Linked DNA regions of Canis lupus: region 1 is linked to region 2. The links are chromatin contacts, called in public Hi-C maps. All regions are on one chromosome and are shown on one strand. The core of a region is the stretch at or near the end of the contact, and the rest is flanking DNA. Distances in the headings are between cores, read along the strand shown. Region 1 overlaps AXIN2 (axin-2). Region 2 has its middle 120 kb from the start of RGS9.

Region 1 (4,242 bases), core at 904-3,403, 200 kb after region 2:
GATAAGGGAAGTCAAAAGAGAGGAGAGGATGGCTGTGTCTGGCACTGCCAGTAAAGGCAGGACAAGAGGAAATGGACTTTTAAGTCCATAGAAAGCACTTCCTACTTGGTCCAACTAGAGCCCTGGAGTGTATGGGGCTATAGACTCATCCAAGTGCTTAAAACAATCCAAAGTTCCCTCCTCTCTCAAGTGCTTAGACATGGCTACTGCCTCAAAGCAGGGCAGACGAAGACACCTCTTCAGGGTCCCCTCCTAGCTTTCAGAAACCCAGTGGTAGGAAAGTGCTCTAAGCCCTGGATAGGGAACGGGAATCGAGAGGTCAAGAGCTGGTGCTGACTTGGCTCCCAGCCAGCAGGTGACCACAGTCGAGTCACCGCCTCCATGGACGTAGGGTCCCCACCTAAAAAATACATGGTTCAAATGTGGCCATCAGCACAAAGTTCTTATGTTCTCTGAAGAACCAGGGCACTGTGATTTGGAGAGATATTAGTAATACCCCCCCCCCAAACCAGCTGCCGAGGAGAACAGAGCTGTCGTGGCCCTTCTTTCTTCTGCGGAATTTAGCATGACTCGTAGTCACGCGGCGCTGGTGTGTCTACATGATGAATGCCTGTCCTGTGCAACCAGACTGTAAGCTCCATGAGGGCAAGGACCAGATCGGTCTTCTCTGTGTCTCCCCAGCTGGCCTCCCCAGCTGGCCGAGCATGGCAGAAATTCTAGCCTTTGCTGAACTTCCTTAAAAGACCTGAGGGCCATCTGATGGGGTTGCTGAAAAGTATTTTAGTCTAAGAGGCATTAGTGCAAGATCAAAAGAGCCCACAGAGCCCTAAAGAGCATTCAGACACTCTCTCTGACTCCACCGCTCTGTCCCTGTGGCATTAACTCAGTGACAATGTCCTGAAGTCAACCTCTACAGGGAGCAAATGACTCAATAGAAATCCCTCCTCCCTCCCCAAATCCCATGTGTGCTCACGGCTTTGCACTCCTTGGAGTAGATCACAAAACACACGGATCCCAAAATAAACTTGTCCTCCCTCGCTTCCAAAATAGAGGGCTCCTGTGCGACCAGTAATTAAACATGGACTATACTGCCCTTAGCTCACTTGACTGCAGGAAAGTATTTGGATTTTCCTGCAATCATAAGGGGGGGGGGGGGGAACGAAGACGAGGAAGGAGCAGGGTTGTGGAGGAGAGACAGAAACTTAATTTTTAAGAACCCAGAATGTTGTCAAAATCGCCACATGATTTTAAGAGTGGATTAGAGTTCTTTTCTTGAATCTTGAAAGAAAGAAAGAAAGAAAGAAAGAAAGAAAGAAAGAAAGAAAGAAAGAAAGAAAGAAAAAGAAAAGAAAAGAAAGAAACTCGACCACGCTACAGTAATTGTACCCAGATGCTTTGATTATTTCTCGGGGCTGCTGTGCTCTCACAGTTACTGCAAGGATTTTAAATTCCTACAGAGAGCAGAGGCCTATGGTACAGATTTTGCACTGGGAGTGCATCCACGGACCTCCGCTCGAAGCTTGCGTGTGCAAAGGGCTTTCAGCCGTCAGGTAGCACAGTCTCCTGGGACCTTAAGGGAAGGGAAATTGTTTGCTGGCTTTTTTTTTTTTTTTCCCTCCCCAGCTTACTCTTATCTCTTATCTAGATGCCAGTGCTGTGGCCCCTGCCCCCTCCCCATACAGCAGGGCAAAGCTGCCATCCAGGCGTCACAACAGACCTGACCTTTGGGGCCTCCTTCTGGATCTCCTCTCAAAACAATGCAACTTAAAAAAGTATTTGCTTCGAAAGCTGTGCGTTTAGGGCTTTCCACAAGCCCTCTGACCATGTACTCACCAAGTCACCGCCCAAAGGGCAGTTTGCTAAGGCAAGAGCAGGGGGTGCTCAGGGAGGGGCCTAGCACTGGGTGGCTGAGCCATTCGGAGAGGCGGACTTCTACAAGTGTGTCTCAGCAAACTGCCTTCATCAGAGATTCCAGCCTCTAACTGGAGGCTACTGCTTCCAGCATATCTTTCCTATGGCATCACTTTCTTTGATAATTGAAGCCAAGCTTGATTCCAGTGGCTTCGCACAAAAACGGGCCTCATCAGCGAGTTCTTTCAGAGAACAGGAAGCACTTGGAGCCAGCAGAGGGCCATCTGCTAGGCCTGACTTATTTTTAAGGGAGGCCAGAGGAGAGGGTCCAATGGGAGACAGAGGAGACCCGGCTGGCACAGGATGGCCCCAGTGCCAGGGCAGACGGGGAAGGACACAAGGGAGCACTCTGTGAGCCCAACACTGTGTCCTTCCCAAAATAAATGCTGGGCTGAGCTCCTAATCCCACAGCCCCTCTACACACACCTCAACACTGTGTGTGTGTGTGTGTGTGTGTGTGTGTGTGTATGTGCGTGCACGCGAGTGTCTGCGCAGTGGGGCTTTTACACGTGCTTCCACCAACCGGTCACTCTTGCTCAAAGTTATTTATAGAGACCATCAAAAGCCCAGGCAGCCCACTCAAGCACTCACAAACCAGAGTCCTTCCCTCTGAGAATAATTCCTGCTCTTCCGTTCCAACTATTTATATTAAACCTGACACCAAATCAGTGAGGACACAAACAAGTCATTAGAAAGGAGGCCTCCGCTGAGTGACCAAGGTAAACACAGGGCTTGGAAGACGAGCCAGCGCTCTTGGCACCCAGCTGCCAAGGCTGCTCCTCAACAGCGAAGGCAGGCGGACCCCTCAGCAGGGCTCGAGTTGTCGGTTTCATTCATGTCACTGGCTTCTGAAGCCCATCCCATCTGCCACGTACCTTGCTTGATGAGTGAGCCTACTGGAAGGGGAGGCGGGCTTGAAAGAGTTGGACAGGATCCCTACATCCCAAGAACTGGCTGAAAAGACAGACTTCAGGGGGGTGGAGTTGGGGGTGGGGACTACTCTCCAACTTTACAGTGAATCTAGAAGCCCAGAGTCACTCTCAGAAAGCGGTATCCTAACCTGGTCACCCTTTTCACAAATCCACTCCTTATCATGATTCAAGGATTCGAATGCTAATGCTTTGCGAGAGTTGGGAACATTTCCCTTTACAAAGGGCTTTCTGGTCTATTATCTTGATCCCAACAGCAATGTAAGACATGAACAGAAGGGATGGTGCCCTATCATTGTACAGGAGGACATCTGGGAACCCTCAGGTAGTGATGAGTGAACAGGGCTGGAAGCTGGGCCTTGGAATAATTTGGGACACCTCCCAATACACCATAGGTACACCTGAAGAGCTTGCGTGTCAAAACGAAATGAGATAGGTCTTAAGTTATCTGTGATGATGCCCAGTTAAGACGTGTGGGCTTCGGGGAGTCCAGGTAAAACACTTCATTTCAACCCAACAGTGGGAGGAAACACACACAGAGCGTAGCAACTCCAGGGACAGGTGAAAAGGTGTTAGCTATATGGATCAAACGTGCCCACAGCTCACAACCAGGAAGGCAAGCACTGGAAACACAAGGGATCTTTGGTCCCTGCTCCCAGGATCTCAAGAGCTTCACAAGAGTCATCTCTAGAAAGTTTAATCCTGGTAAAATCCCAGGGGAGGCCTTTGGAAGGAGGGGCACTCACAGGCTGGCTCTCTCCTGCCCACCCACAAAGGGGAGGGGTCGCAGCAGGGTCCTGCCTGGGAGCACTTTCTTCCGGGTGCCATCCCAAACCACACACAAACCACACGCGGTGCTGTTTACAGAAGGGACGCTCAGGTCCTGATGCTGGGAAGACACAGAAGCTCCACTGTCGGAAAGCCCCTGGAGAAGCAGCCTTACCACAGGACTTAAGTAGTCTCCGCTACAGCTGCCAAAACCGGAGAGCAAGGAGACCAGCACAGATTTACCAGAATGTGCATCTAATGCACCGGGGCGGTAGCAGCAGGTGCCGCCGGGTGACTGCCCAGGCACAGAGGCCCGATCTAGTATCTTCCCCAGAACAATCTGAAACCATCAGCTTAAAGATGCTGAAACAACTCCTTTCACGTGATCCTATGCTTCCTCTCAAAAGCCAATCCAGTTCCACTTAGGTGTAGACCAGATGTCTGAGATCGGGTAAAGCAGCTCCGGGGGCTGCAGGAGCGCCCTCTGGTGGTCAGAGCCTAAGCTCTTCGCTCCCAGTGAAAAAGTCCACTCTCCGCCACCTCTCAATCACCTCTCAATCACCCCTCGATCAGGCTCAGACCCGACTCCCCTGCCCCTCTAGCTACTGCCGGACAATGGACACCCTACCCTACA
Region 2 (4,011 bases), core at 1,035-3,534:
CGGACAGTGTCAAATGTCCCCTGGGGAACAAAATTGCCAGGGTTGGGAAGCAATACTCCAGAGGTCTAATATGGTAGCCGCTAGCCACATGTGGCTCTTGAGCACTTGAAATGTAACGCGTCCAAACTGAGATGTACTCAGAGTATAAAATACACACCAGACTTCAAAGAATACAAGGCAAACAAACAGAGTAAAACACACCAGTGATAATTTTAAAGCATTGATTACATGTTAAAATAAGAATATCCTGGGCGTGCCTGGGTGGCTCAGTCAGTTGAGCGTCTGAGTTTGACTCAGGTCATGATCCTGGCGTCCTGGGAATGAGCCCTGAGTTGACCTCCACGCTCAACAGTGGGAGGTCTACTTGTCCCTCTCTCCCTGCCCCCCCCCCCGCCCCGCTCCGGCTTTCTCTCATTCTCTCTCAAATAAATAAATAAAATCTTTTTTTTTTAAATGAGAATATTCTGGATATTTGGGGCTAATTAAAATATAGTATTCATTTCACCTGCTTTCTTTTTACTTTTGAAAAGTGTGACCCTTAGAAAACTTAAAATTATGTGTGAGTCTATAATTATGTCTCTCTTGGGGAGTGCTGGGTTAGCTTGTCCCTTCTTTAGGTGACATTATGAAGTTGGTTTGCCCGGCTGGTCTCTGTCTTAGATGGCCCCACCGCTCTCTACTCCTGGAGGAACTGCTGCTGCATCTGAGCATCTAAAGACCATGCTCAGGCCCACCCGCTTATAAATGCCCCAGGCCTGAAGCTTCACCCTATTAAACCCCACCGGCCAAGAGGAAAGACCCAGTAACCTGCTCCTCTGTGCTGGCTGGTCACGCAGGGCTCCCCTACCCCACAATGCAACTGCGTTTTTGCATCAGCCCTTCATGTGCTCCTTCTGTTTTTGGTCTTCTAGAACCATCCCGTTCATTTCTTAATGCTTGTTGGTGACTCTCATTCCTTCCTCCTGCACTTTTCCAATTGCATGGCTCTGAACCTATTGATCCCTCCGTAGGAAGCTTCAGTGGCAGCCTCCTGACACCCTGAGGAAGCCCAGGCTCCTTTGCCGGGTTTTCAAGGCCTATTGCAAACTGGCCACAGTCCACTTCTTAGAACTTCATGTTCCAAACACATGGGTATGTCTCCCTGCATGTTCTCCTCACTTGGCACTATCCCCTCCCTACTTCTATGTGTCAAAACCTGTTGATCCCTTAAGACCTTTTGAAATCCCTCCTCCTCTGAGAAGCCCTCAGCATTGACACGATGCGTGAGTCACCTTTCGAATCTTCTGAACAGGTCTGCACCAAGGACTTGGGAACAATGATCTGATGGTCTGGGGGAAACTCTGGTGTGCAACGGTTCTTAACTGAACATAATCACTCCTCTTTTCGTGTGTTTAGATCTTTACTCATGGACTCTGTAGATTCCTTGGACGTGCCTCATTGGGGTACACTCACTAGAATAACTGGAGACAACGTTCCAACATCAGGGCTCCCTCTCACACCGGAGATGTATGGTGATCATAGTGCTGCAACTTGCTATTTCCTAAAACAAAACCCCAACACTGTGTGAGGCACACCTGGGGATTCATAAATGTTTAGGGATAGATATCATGGGGATGAGACCCCCATTCAGAAGAACAAATCCAACAGGAGTGTTCAGGCGGGCAAGAACCTTGGAAGGATTGGGGGAGACACCCTGGAGACACCTGTCCCCCATACCCATGTGTGACCCGCCCCACTCTGATGTCCCTCTGTGACAGAGGGAAATGCGGGAGGGGGTGTTGCTGGCAGTGGTGTCCCCTACTCTTTGGCAGAACATTGGAGCCTCAATCTCTCTGGCTATCTTCTGGCTCAGTGATTTCCTGGGAAGTGGCCTCCTCCCTTTTCCAGTCACCATCTAGCTCAATATTTGAACTGGCAAATTAAGGCAATTCACCAGAATGGCAGGCTTCATTTCTCCGCATCAAAAGGTGCCGGGCCCTGGGGTTGTAAACTCTGATTCAGAGACAGCCTGCCCAGGAGGATGGTCCTTCCTGAATAATACACTCCGTGTCCAGCCAACCTGCCTGGGTTATTCCAGCCCTGCATTTGCATCACAGAAAAGCCATCCTTTGTCCCTTTGGCTGTAAATGGCCCTGTCCCCTCCTTCCTGGCAACCTGGCCGGGCTCTGAGTCGCTTCATGAAAGAGCTGACGCTTTGCCATCCAAGTTGGCTCTTTTTGCTTTGTCCTCAGAGCAGGATGAGAGAAAGAGACCAGGGTCCTCGCAGGCCACCTTCTCAGGGACCAGTCCCGCCAGGCCAGACAGGAAACCCTGCTAAATAGCCATGTCCCCCTGGCCCTCCAAGGGATGGGCTTGGTTCCGGGGTTTTCGGGGGTTTTCGGGGGCCTGTGCTTGGAGCAGCCAGTAGGTGTCTCTGTTACACACTGTTCAAGTCCCGTCGTTCTTGCAGGACTGGCACCACACATCAGATGCAGAAAGGCCTCCCTCCCTCCCTGCCCAGGGATGCTCTGGGGCTTCCTCAGGCTCTGGCTTCTTGAGAGGAAGCACGGTGGAGGGGGCGCGTTGTAGGGACCAGGAGGAGGCTGGGAAGGAAAGACAAAGTGCTAAGAGGTGGAGCAACGGGAAACAGTGCAGGCTTGTGCAGTGGGGAAGGGGTCCTACAGGGCTGGGGGCATCTCGTCCCTCAGTCCAGGTGGGTAAGAAGGAGGGAGGGAGGAGAGACCCCTGGGCGTGGTGACAGTATCACAGAGAAGCCCCAGAGGAAGGGCTGTGTGTGCATCTAACTCTTCCAAGCTGTGTGGCTTTAGGTAAGTGATGCAACCTCTCTGTTTCCATGGATTCATCTGTAAACTGAAAATAGAATACCTCCTAGGGTTGTTGAGGCGAGAGCCCACATGGAGAGTGTCTGCTACATCGCCAACACTCAGTAAGGCTCTGCGATCTCTTATTAAGCAGACCAGGCAGGCAGGAGAAGCTGGTGCCAACTTGCCGGCCCTTCCACCACTTACCTGCTCCTCCTCCCATTAAAGACAGGAAGGGGAGGCCAAAGAAAAGGGGCAGTGGACAGGAATGCTCCTTTCCCTGCCACCGTACACAGGTCTGGTACCCAGCAGGTGATTGGGTGACATCTTTGCGGTGAGAAAGTCCACCTGGAGGAGAGAAGCGGCTGGAAGGCGGCTCTATTCTAAGTAGTAGGACCTGCAGAGAGGCATCGGAGGGGTCCCCGCAGGACTGGTGCATGACTGTCAGGGTGGAACTACCATTGTAGTGGCCTTAGGGGACCAGGAAAGCCCCAAGGTTGTGAAGTGGCAAATGACTGCTCACCTCCAAAGAAGGAAAAGTGAGCAAATAAGCCCCGTTAGCCGATGGCCAGCAGCCAAACCTTTCCTGGGAAGATGCTAGAACAGATCACCGACTATCTTAGGGAGCACGGGGCTGGGCTGGCTTAGTGACTGGGGTGGAGCAGGGGTCCTAGTGTTTGGATCCAAGTTCTCTTAGTGGTTACGTGGCCCTCGGGCAAGTGAATTCACGCGCTCTGGTTGCCTCATGAGGATGTCATAGGGTCCAAGGAGTTCCCCCGTGCAATGAGCTACAGGAATGGTGACTATTTCTGTGAGACAAGATGAAATAACCAAGTGATGTCGTGAAGAATACGTTCCCCTGGGCCAGCTTGGCGTTAATTTAGCTTCACTTTAAGGGGAAAACATAACAGGTTGGGATAACTAGATGGGTCCAACCATTCTGCTAAACCAAGGCTCGGACAAAAGTAACTCAGCCAACACCGTGAGCTCACTAAGCACTTTAAGTCATGTGCTTTTACTTATATATTTATTTATAAGAACTATTTATTTGGGCCAGCCCGGGTGGCCCAGCAGTTTAGCGCCGCCTTCAGCCCAGGGTGTGATCCTGGGGACCCGGGATCGAGTCCCATGTGGGGCTCCCTGCATGGAGCCTGCTTCTCCTTCTGCCTGGGTCTCTGCACCTCTCTCTGTGTGTCATGAATAAATAAAA

The links. A called contact is a pair of places that touch in the nucleus more often than the background predicts.
Region 1: a contact with region 2 is called in a Hi-C map of amygdala, with 5 times the contacts expected there. The contact joins two enhancer-like sites. A contact is called at or near these places in 3 of 9 Hi-C or Micro-C datasets (amygdala, blood and skin fibroblasts).

Annotation. Positions count from the first base shown.
Region 1 is chr9:12,358,333-12,362,574 of UU_Cfam_GSD_1.0, forward strand. All of the region lies in intron 2 of AXIN2 (axin-2), which reads right to left. Among named protein-coding and RNA genes, the nearest start is that of AXIN2, 7.0 kb to the right of the region's middle. Within about 2 kb of position 2,154, at least 3 of the 20 cell types and tissues checked have an H3K27ac peak or open chromatin away from gene starts, as enhancers often do.
Region 2 is chr9:12,162,122-12,166,132 of UU_Cfam_GSD_1.0, forward strand. No RefSeq gene overlaps it. Among named protein-coding and RNA genes, the nearest start is that of RGS9, 120 kb to the left of the region's middle. Within about 2 kb of position 2,285, at least 2 of the 20 cell types and tissues checked have an H3K27ac peak or open chromatin away from gene starts, as enhancers often do.